Regions from separate parts of the Mus musculus genome. Here all the other regions are linked to region 1. A link is a contact called in public HiChIP or PLAC-seq data. All regions are on one chromosome and are shown on one strand. The core of a region is the stretch at or near the end of the contact, and the rest is flanking DNA. Distances in the headings are between cores, read along the strand shown.

Evidence for each region. HiChIP or PLAC-seq counts read pairs in DNA pulled down with a chosen protein or histone mark.
Region 2: a contact with region 1 is called in an H3K4me3 HiChIP or PLAC-seq map of pro-B cells, with 2.7 times the contacts expected there. The contact joins two enhancer-like sites. A contact is called at or near these places in 2 of 39 promoter capture datasets (cranial neural crest and second pharyngeal arch cranial neural crest), 1 of 484 Hi-C or Micro-C datasets (CD4 T cells) and 1 of 115 datasets of contacts at active chromatin or transcription factors (pro-B cells).
Region 3: a contact with region 1 is called in a CTCF HiChIP or PLAC-seq map of large pre-B cells, with 6 times the contacts expected there. The contact joins two enhancer-like sites. A contact is called at or near these places in 1 of 15 datasets of contacts at CTCF or cohesin (large pre-B cells) and 2 of 115 datasets of contacts at active chromatin or transcription factors (large pre-B cells and pro-B cells).

Annotation. Positions count from the first base shown.
Region 1 is chr12:113,417,964-113,420,586 of GRCm38.p6, forward strand. It overlaps Igh and Ighm. Among named protein-coding and RNA genes, the nearest start is that of Adam6b, 70 kb to the right of the region's middle. Within about 2 kb of position 1,293, at least 3 of the 459 cell types and tissues checked have an H3K27ac peak or open chromatin away from gene starts, as enhancers often do. A contact at or near this core is called in pro-B cells, where this site is marked.
Region 2 is chr12:114,272,100-114,274,722 of GRCm38.p6, forward strand. It overlaps Igh. Among named protein-coding and RNA genes, the nearest start is that of Mir7094-1, 200 kb to the right of the region's middle. Within about 2 kb of position 1,297, at least 3 of the 459 cell types and tissues checked have an H3K27ac peak or open chromatin away from gene starts, as enhancers often do. A contact at or near this core is called in pro-B cells, where this site is marked.
Region 3 is chr12:114,187,879-114,190,501 of GRCm38.p6, forward strand. It overlaps Igh. Among named protein-coding and RNA genes, the nearest start is that of Mir7094-1, 280 kb to the right of the region's middle. Within about 2 kb of position 1,288, at least 4 of the 459 cell types and tissues checked have an H3K27ac peak or open chromatin away from gene starts, as enhancers often do. A contact at or near this core is called in pro-B cells, where this site is marked.

The sequences.
Region 1 (2,623 bases), core at 43-2,542:
TATTGACTAACCCCTAGGGCTTGTCATGTTGTGGGAGAGGTACAAACATCTTCAAAATCTCAGCCAACTCCCCAAAGGCACACCCACATACCACAAAGCTTTGGGATAAGACCTAAATTACTAGCTTGAAGCAACACCAGCCCAAGATGGTGGGCTGGGGACAGAGCAGAGACCTAAGGCTAGAGGCTAGTTTCCAGGTTCTGTTGCTTTTGGGAGATTAGGCCTGGAATTTTCTCTGCCCTACTTCCCTTCTTCCATCAGGGTAGATAACCAGAGTGCTATCCATTGGCTGCCTGTGTTGTACTTTGCTGTTAGAGTGCATGCTCTCTCTCTCTCTCTCTCTCTCTCTCTCTCTCTCTCTCTCTCTCCCTCTCCCTCTCCCTCTCCCTCTCCCTCTCCCTCTCCCTCTCCCTTCTCCCCTCCCCCTCTGCTTCTCTTTTTTCTTCTTCCACACCTCCTTTCCCTCTTTCTCCCTTAAGTACCATCAGACTGCACTGTTCCATTTCCAGTTCCTAAGCTCTATTCAGATAATCCTTGGGCTGTCAACACCGCAGGAAAGGTTTGAAAAACAAAACAAATTCCTTCACAATAAAGTGAGTTCACAAGATAAAGTATTTATTTCCATGTGACATTTGTTTACAGCTCAGCTGTCTGTGGGCCAGACATTGCTTCAGATTGTACAAGTTGACAAAAAGTCTTTGGTCAGTCTAGAAAGAAGACCATCTCAGAGATAAAAGCTGGAGGGCAACACAGGAAAGACGTAAGAATAAGTTTACTAGTCATACAGTCAGGTATCCCAGGCCCAGAGGTAGTGTCCCTGTGGGAGGATCTCTTGGTCTCTGCTGTCCTTCCATGCTGAGAGTCATTTCACCTGCAGGTGACAGAGACAGTGTGAATTGCTGTCCACTTGTAGGGAGTAGAGGTAGAGGCAGTGAGGACTGGTGACTCCCTGTCCCAGCCCTGTGTCCTCAGCCCCACAACCACACTACCTTGAACAGGGTGACGGTGGTGCTGTAGAAGAGGCTCAGGAGGAAGAGGACGATGAAGGTGGAGGCAGTGGTCCACAGGTTCTCAAAGCCTTCCTCCTCAGCATTCACCTCCCCCTCTATGAAGGGACACAGAGAGGGAGGGTCAAGCCAAGTCTTGGGGTGACTGAGCATTTGCATAAGGGTTGGGGTGCCCTGATGGTTCTGGAGAATCTTAGCGAGTATTGACTGGTCCCCTAATAGCTCAAGCTAGACGGAGGCACAGAACAGGCCAAGCTGTAGGACACACTAATTTGGAGCCTTTGTTCCAGGAGCCCTGGGGCAGCAGAGCAAGCAAGACAGATGCAATGTATGGACCTGGGTAAAGGCAGACTCAGGAACTGTGGCAAAATGATATTGGTGTGCTCTGGACTTTCCCTGAGCAGGTGGTGCCATCGGTGCTGTTTAGACTGAGAATTTAGAGCAGGTCTCCCTGTCTCTTGGGCTTTAGCAATAAGAACAGGGATACCAGAGGTTGTCCCTCCTTACTTCCTGAAGGACTCAGGCATCTCATGACTTTCTTTGATCAGAGTTCCCGTGCGTTGCTTGTCCTACCCCTGCCAGCAATGTTGGGTCTTGGTACCAAGAGATAAACAGACAGATACCTGAGGGAGGCTGTGGGACCAGGGCATTTATTGGGATCTCTGATCCCTGTAAAGATGAGCCCTTGGGGATATCTAAAGCCTAGGCCCCAAATGGATATGAATATGAAGAATGTCCAGGATATGAGCCCAAAGAGGCAGTGTTATTGGGTGGTGACTCCTTACAGAGGCTCCTTGATGGTGTGTGTGTGTGTGTGTGTGTGTGTGTGTGTGTGTGTGTGTGTGTGTGTGTGTGTGTGTGGTTGGGGCATCTTTTGGACAACTGCATTATGTTTTCTGCATTTTGAACTGGAGATCAGGGTGGGTGTGAGTGGGTTAGGCAATTTCACATTGGTCTTCTGAGGTGTTCTATTAATGGAGACACAGCCAAGGCTAACTTTCTGTCATGGGTGGTTAGTGGAGTATCTTCTGCCCCATGGTGTTGAGACAGATAGGCATACTTTGTACCTGGGGTTATCTCTCCCAATCATAGAGTGGGCTCCTGAGGAGTATCAGTGACCCAGCCTAGTGTAGGCTCTCTGAGCCGTGAGCCTTGGAGATTACAGCCCTGGTCAGAGTCCAGGTGTATCTGTGTGCTATACCTGTTCACATGTTAGTGTACACATGTGAAGATGTTTCTGTACATGTGTGTATATGCATATCTTTGTATCTATATAGTTTATTTGTGTATATTTGCCTATAGTCTGTTTCTGTGTACACAGGACCATGCATATTGGTATCTGTTTCTGTGAGTGGTTGTGTGTCTATGCCTATTTGTCTCTGAAGGCGTTTGTAAGTGTCCATGCATGTGTGTGCGCATGAACTCATGTGTATATATGTGTACCTTTGTCTGTGTGTCCATGAATACACATTCATGTATGTGTCTACACATGTGTACCTATATATCTATGTATAAATGCATGTGTGTCTATATATGTGCCTGAATGCTGCCTGCACCAGGTTAGGCAAGCTTTCAGCCATATATCTAGAAGTAGCTGGAGGAATCGCATGTTCATA
Region 2 (2,623 bases), core at 47-2,546, 850 kb after region 1:
GGATGAAGATGCCAGATGAGATGGCATCTTGAGACAAAAGAGGGATGATACACCCATAAAATCTCTACACTATTAATGCTTAAATTATACATCACATTATAGGGAAAACCTCTTATACCTCTACCTGCAAATACATAACTATGGGCAATCAATGGCTGCTGAGAGATAGACAATCAGTTTTCTTCAGGACAAACTCCCCTATGGGTTATTTACTTCTAAGTTAACTGCCCTAAACATACACCTCTTCATACCTCCCATGTATATATATATATATATATATATATATATATATATATATATATATATATATATATATATTCAATATGTGTACAGTATATTACATACCAAATATAGTCATACACACTGATAAAAATAATACTTTTTGAAAAAGTCATGAACGTCCAAGTGAGTAAGAGATGTATAATGGAAGAATTTGCATGATTATATTGAGGTGCACATTAATCAGGTTAAGAAATATCCAAAAGATATTCTAATTAATAAAATAATAGCAACAAGGTAATCGCCTTTCCAACACAGCTCCTTGGAAATTGTATTCTTTTTAGCACTATCAATGAGTAGCAAGAACTGAGAGTCCAGGGCTTGGTTCCTCAGACAGACTTAACAGAGTTAGTGTTTGACAGATTTTCATGAGCAGAGGGAGGCAGTATTTACATTTTCTTCTGCTATATGTTGAGATGTGTTTTGAAAGTACTAGGCTTATGAATGCCTAAGGCCAATGAAAGAGGAAAAGCTGAGTAATAGAAAATCAAAGAATTATCTAAAATTAGTACATAGCAGTGATATAATTGAGTCTTATTTTTTTAAACACAGACTCATCTATTTCTTATTTTCTCCACAAAGAGCATTATAATACAACTTTGATAATTTTAGAATGACTAGGAATGTTTATGAGTGCTGAGTCTAGATATTAACCTGAAGAAATTGTTTTTACATTTGTAGCTTAGTGTTGATTCATGGAAAATGACTGGTGTGTGATTCCCAATATTGAAAGTCAATAACATATATTTGATACAATATTACCTTTTTGGAAATAACTTCTAGAAATTTGAATTATTTTATTTTATTTGTTATAGGTCTTTTGTGATCTGTTCCATACAATATCTCATGTGTTTTATGTATATCAGAACACTAATTTGAAACATTTTCAATCAATAGAAGAACCATAACTCTGTATAGCAGAAGGTGGAGAGATATTTAGACTCTTATCTCTAGGACCCTTCTCTGATATCCTTCATTCTCATTAGTCTTGTTCTCTCTTCAGGACATGACATTCTGTATTGATTGGTGATGACCCTTAGCATGAAAAGCCTTGAAATTGCTTCTCCATGAGACTATATTGTAAGTTCCTGGTTTTTCAATATAGGAATTTATTCAACTATGATACAAACTGTTTTCATGGTGATTTAGAGGGTCTTAGAATTGTATCACTTCTCTACCTGTAACATTCCCAGGAGAGTGATATAAAGTATAAGAACCAACTATATTTTCCTATGTCAGATCTTGTTTATTCTCACAGGAGGTTTCTAACTACCAAAGGACATGGTCTCCTGGGTCTGGTAAATGGTAAATGAGAGCAAAATCTAAGCAGAGTCAGGAAACATCGTTGATGGACCCTCTGCACCTGCTTCACTGGTTCTGCATGACAAATTCATTTTGGTTTTTCTTTTTGCTCATGGAGAAAATATTTTAATGCAACTGGTAACACAAACATGATGTCAATTGAAGTTGCAATATAAAATAATAGACTGTGTCCAACTGTGTTTAGTTTGACTGAACATAGCCTCCAATTGATTCATGTCAGTCTCATATAGGGATTGCTCTGAAATATTTTAGAGAGATTTATTTTTACAAATTACAAATTGAAAATATATTGTGCATTTTTATCAGGTTTTCCAGAAGATTTAAATCTCTTTTAATTATTTAAATACCAATTACTACCCCCTTAATCCCACCATAGAGTCCTTCCACACATCATTTCTCCACAACTGTCATATCAAATTTCTGCAAGATTAGACACATCCTGTCCCATTGAAGCCAGAAAAAGCAACACTATTAAGGAATTGATCCCATTGGTAGGCTTCAGCTTTAGGGACAGCCCCGACTCCAGCAGTTGGAAGACCCACTTAGAGATTGAGCTACACTGCTGAGATATATACATATATAGGAACCAGGGACTTCAGTTGATGTCTGTTCTTTGTTTAGTGGTTCAGTGTCTGACAGTTCTCATTGTTTAAGATTAGTTGACTCCTCTGTTATTCCTGTATAATCACTCCTGGGACTTTAGGGCTTAAAATCTTTCCTCCTTCCAACTCTTCATTAATAGTCCCAGCATCCTTCCAGTGTTTGCTTGTGGTTATACGCATCTGTTTCATTCTGAGTAGAGCATTTTACAGGACGGTTATGCAAGGCTCTTTCTGCAAGCATAATAGAGTTTCATTAATAGTGTCAGGAATTGGTACTTGTATATAGGATAGTTCTCTACTTGGGACAGTTTTTAATTGGATATTCCTTCAGTTTCTGCTCCATCTTTGTCTTGACATTTCTTTTAGATAGGACAAGTTTTGGGTTCATAGTTTTGTGGGTGAGTTGATGTCCTTAGCCC
Region 3 (2,623 bases), core at 38-2,537, 770 kb after region 1:
TTCTTGAGTAAAAAATTCTCAGAAAAACCACAGAATGTACTGACTGATAGTCACCTGATCCTCTGGAATGTTCCAGGTAGAGTTGAAGTGTGTGTCATGCTTGGTAGCCAATGAATTTAAAGTTCAATATGCTTAGCTAATAAGAGCTGTATTCTTGCTGATGTAACCTGTGCCCCTAAAATGTATAAAAACTGCTTGTAACAGCCATTTGGTGTCACCTTCTAGTAACTCTTCTTGAAATTAATTGAAGGTCGAACCCCTCATATAGGAAAATAAACCTCTTTTTTTTTTTAAGGATTTATTTATTTTATGTGTATGGGTACACCGTAGCTGTAATGATGGTCGTAAGCCATCATGTTGTTGCTGGGATTTGAATTCTACTCACTCAGGTCTAAAGATTTATTTATTATTATATCTAAGTACACTGTAGCTGACTTCAGACACACCAGAATAGGGTGTTAGATCTCTTTAACGATGACTGTTGAGCCACCATGTGGTTGCTGATTTTTGAACTCAGGATCTTCAGGAGAGCAATCAGCGCTCTTAACCAGTGAATCATCTCTCCAGCTCAGACCTCTTGTTTTTTCGTCAATCTGTGTCTCACCCGGAGACATGTTGAAGTAAGGGTCTTATGGTAAACTCAGAGAACCTACCTCCTGTAAAATATACAGATGTGAGGGATTTGCTTTAAGGAAGTTGTTGGTGAGTCCTCTGACCTGTACACCTTGCTCCATCTTCCAGGGCTGGTTAAAGAAGCCTCCTCCAGTTTACCCTGCACAGGGAGGGACTGGAGGGGTCAGGCGGCTGTGGCAGTGTCTCACTGCTTTCAACAAATTTGAGGATAACTTGCTCATCATTTCCTCCAGAGAATACTTTAGTGTTTCCACTGTTTAAAGCCAGGCAGAAAATGTTGGAATGGTGATCCCCCTTCAGCTGTCTGGGTTTGACCCTGGAGCAGATAGCTTCTTCCATGTGCCATAACAGAAATTGGAAATCATCTTCCCCTGAGACCAGCCACTGGCCCCCATTGTTGGAGAATTCAATGGCATTGACACAGCGGAAGTGGCCGAGAAGGTCCTTCTTGTAGAAGTTTCTGCAGCCCTGCAGGTGTCTTCTTTCATACTTTCATGCTGCCCCCTTCATTCTGCCCCTAACCAGGCCAGCTTTTCTCTTCAAGCAGGAACTGCTGCAGCCCCTCCCTTGGCTGCATGCCAGGGTGCTGCTCTCCTCCTGTCCCTTCCTGCCTGCTGGCTCATAAGGACTTCAGACTTTCTCTTCTTCATTTCTCTGGGAGTAGAATCAGCACTGTTGCAAGAACTTGTGGATCAGCTGTGTGGACAGTTGGGCTTCCCTTAACATGCCCTGCTACTCTAAAGTCTGGACAGCCTACTCAAGAGCATCAGAGGATAATGCAGACCACACTGCTTCCTGTGGAGTCCGAAGTTGTAGTCTGGAAAAGTGTGTCCAACATGACATCACAGTGCAAGACTAAGTTATCCAAGAGCCTGCTGCACATGACTGGACTCAGAAACCAAGAAACAGCTAGAAGAGGAGGAGCTGAAGATGATCAGCGACAAGCACTGATACCTGGGTTTTCCCTGGGTTCCATAAGAAAAGTGCTCGTGCTCGTAGCCTTTAAATAAAAAAGATACAAAATGGGAGATTTCAAAAACGTGATGTAGCTATTAGCTGTTCCAAGTGGGAAAACTTTCCATGCAAATTCTACTGGAAAAGTCTGATTTTAAAGAAGCTGTAAAGGTATTCATTTTAGGACCCTGCCTTGTACCTGCTTAATCCACTGCTCGTATTTTTGCTGGTTTGTAATAGCATGAATCCTAACAATATTTTGGTCATGGAAATTAGGAAGAGGATGGTAAGTTCAATACCAGCCTTGGCCAACTAATTAGACCTTGGCAAAAGAAAACTAGGAAGAATTCTTAGGACACTGTATGTTGGAGGTTGACTTCTGTATAAAGTATAGAAAAACACAGTAATATGCAGCTTGTCAGCTGTGTAAAAAAATACCTGTTAGGTTTTTCAGTCTGGACAAGCATTTGCCATTGGCATAGTCATGGGGTCTTTACTGTTTGTCCCCGAGAATTTTTTTCCTTTCCACACATTAGAATGTAATAAATACTGACTACTTCTATCAATCATTGAAAAATCTATGTGCCGAGTAAATTCAGTAGCTGAATTGTGATAAATAAAATCTGAATTTGATTTCCTAACTCTATATCTGTGCCTATTCAGCTATCTCAGGACCACTTTGAAGCTGAAGACATTGACCCAAAGGAAATTATGTATCCAAATGAAACAGAACTGCAAAAACCTGGTCTAGAGACAACAAAATAACTGAAAGCAAGATGTGGAGAAAGAGGAACACGCCTCCATTCTTTGTGGGATTGCAAGCTTGTAAACCACTCTGGAAATCAGTCTGGTGATTCCTCAGAAAATTGGACATAGTACTACTGGAAGATCCCGCAATACCTCTCCCAGGTATATATCCAGAAGATGTTTCAACTGGTAAGAAAGATACATGCTCCACTATGTTCATAGCAGCCTTATTTATAATAGCCAGAAGCTGGAAAAACCAAGATGCCCCTCAACAGAGGAATGGATACAA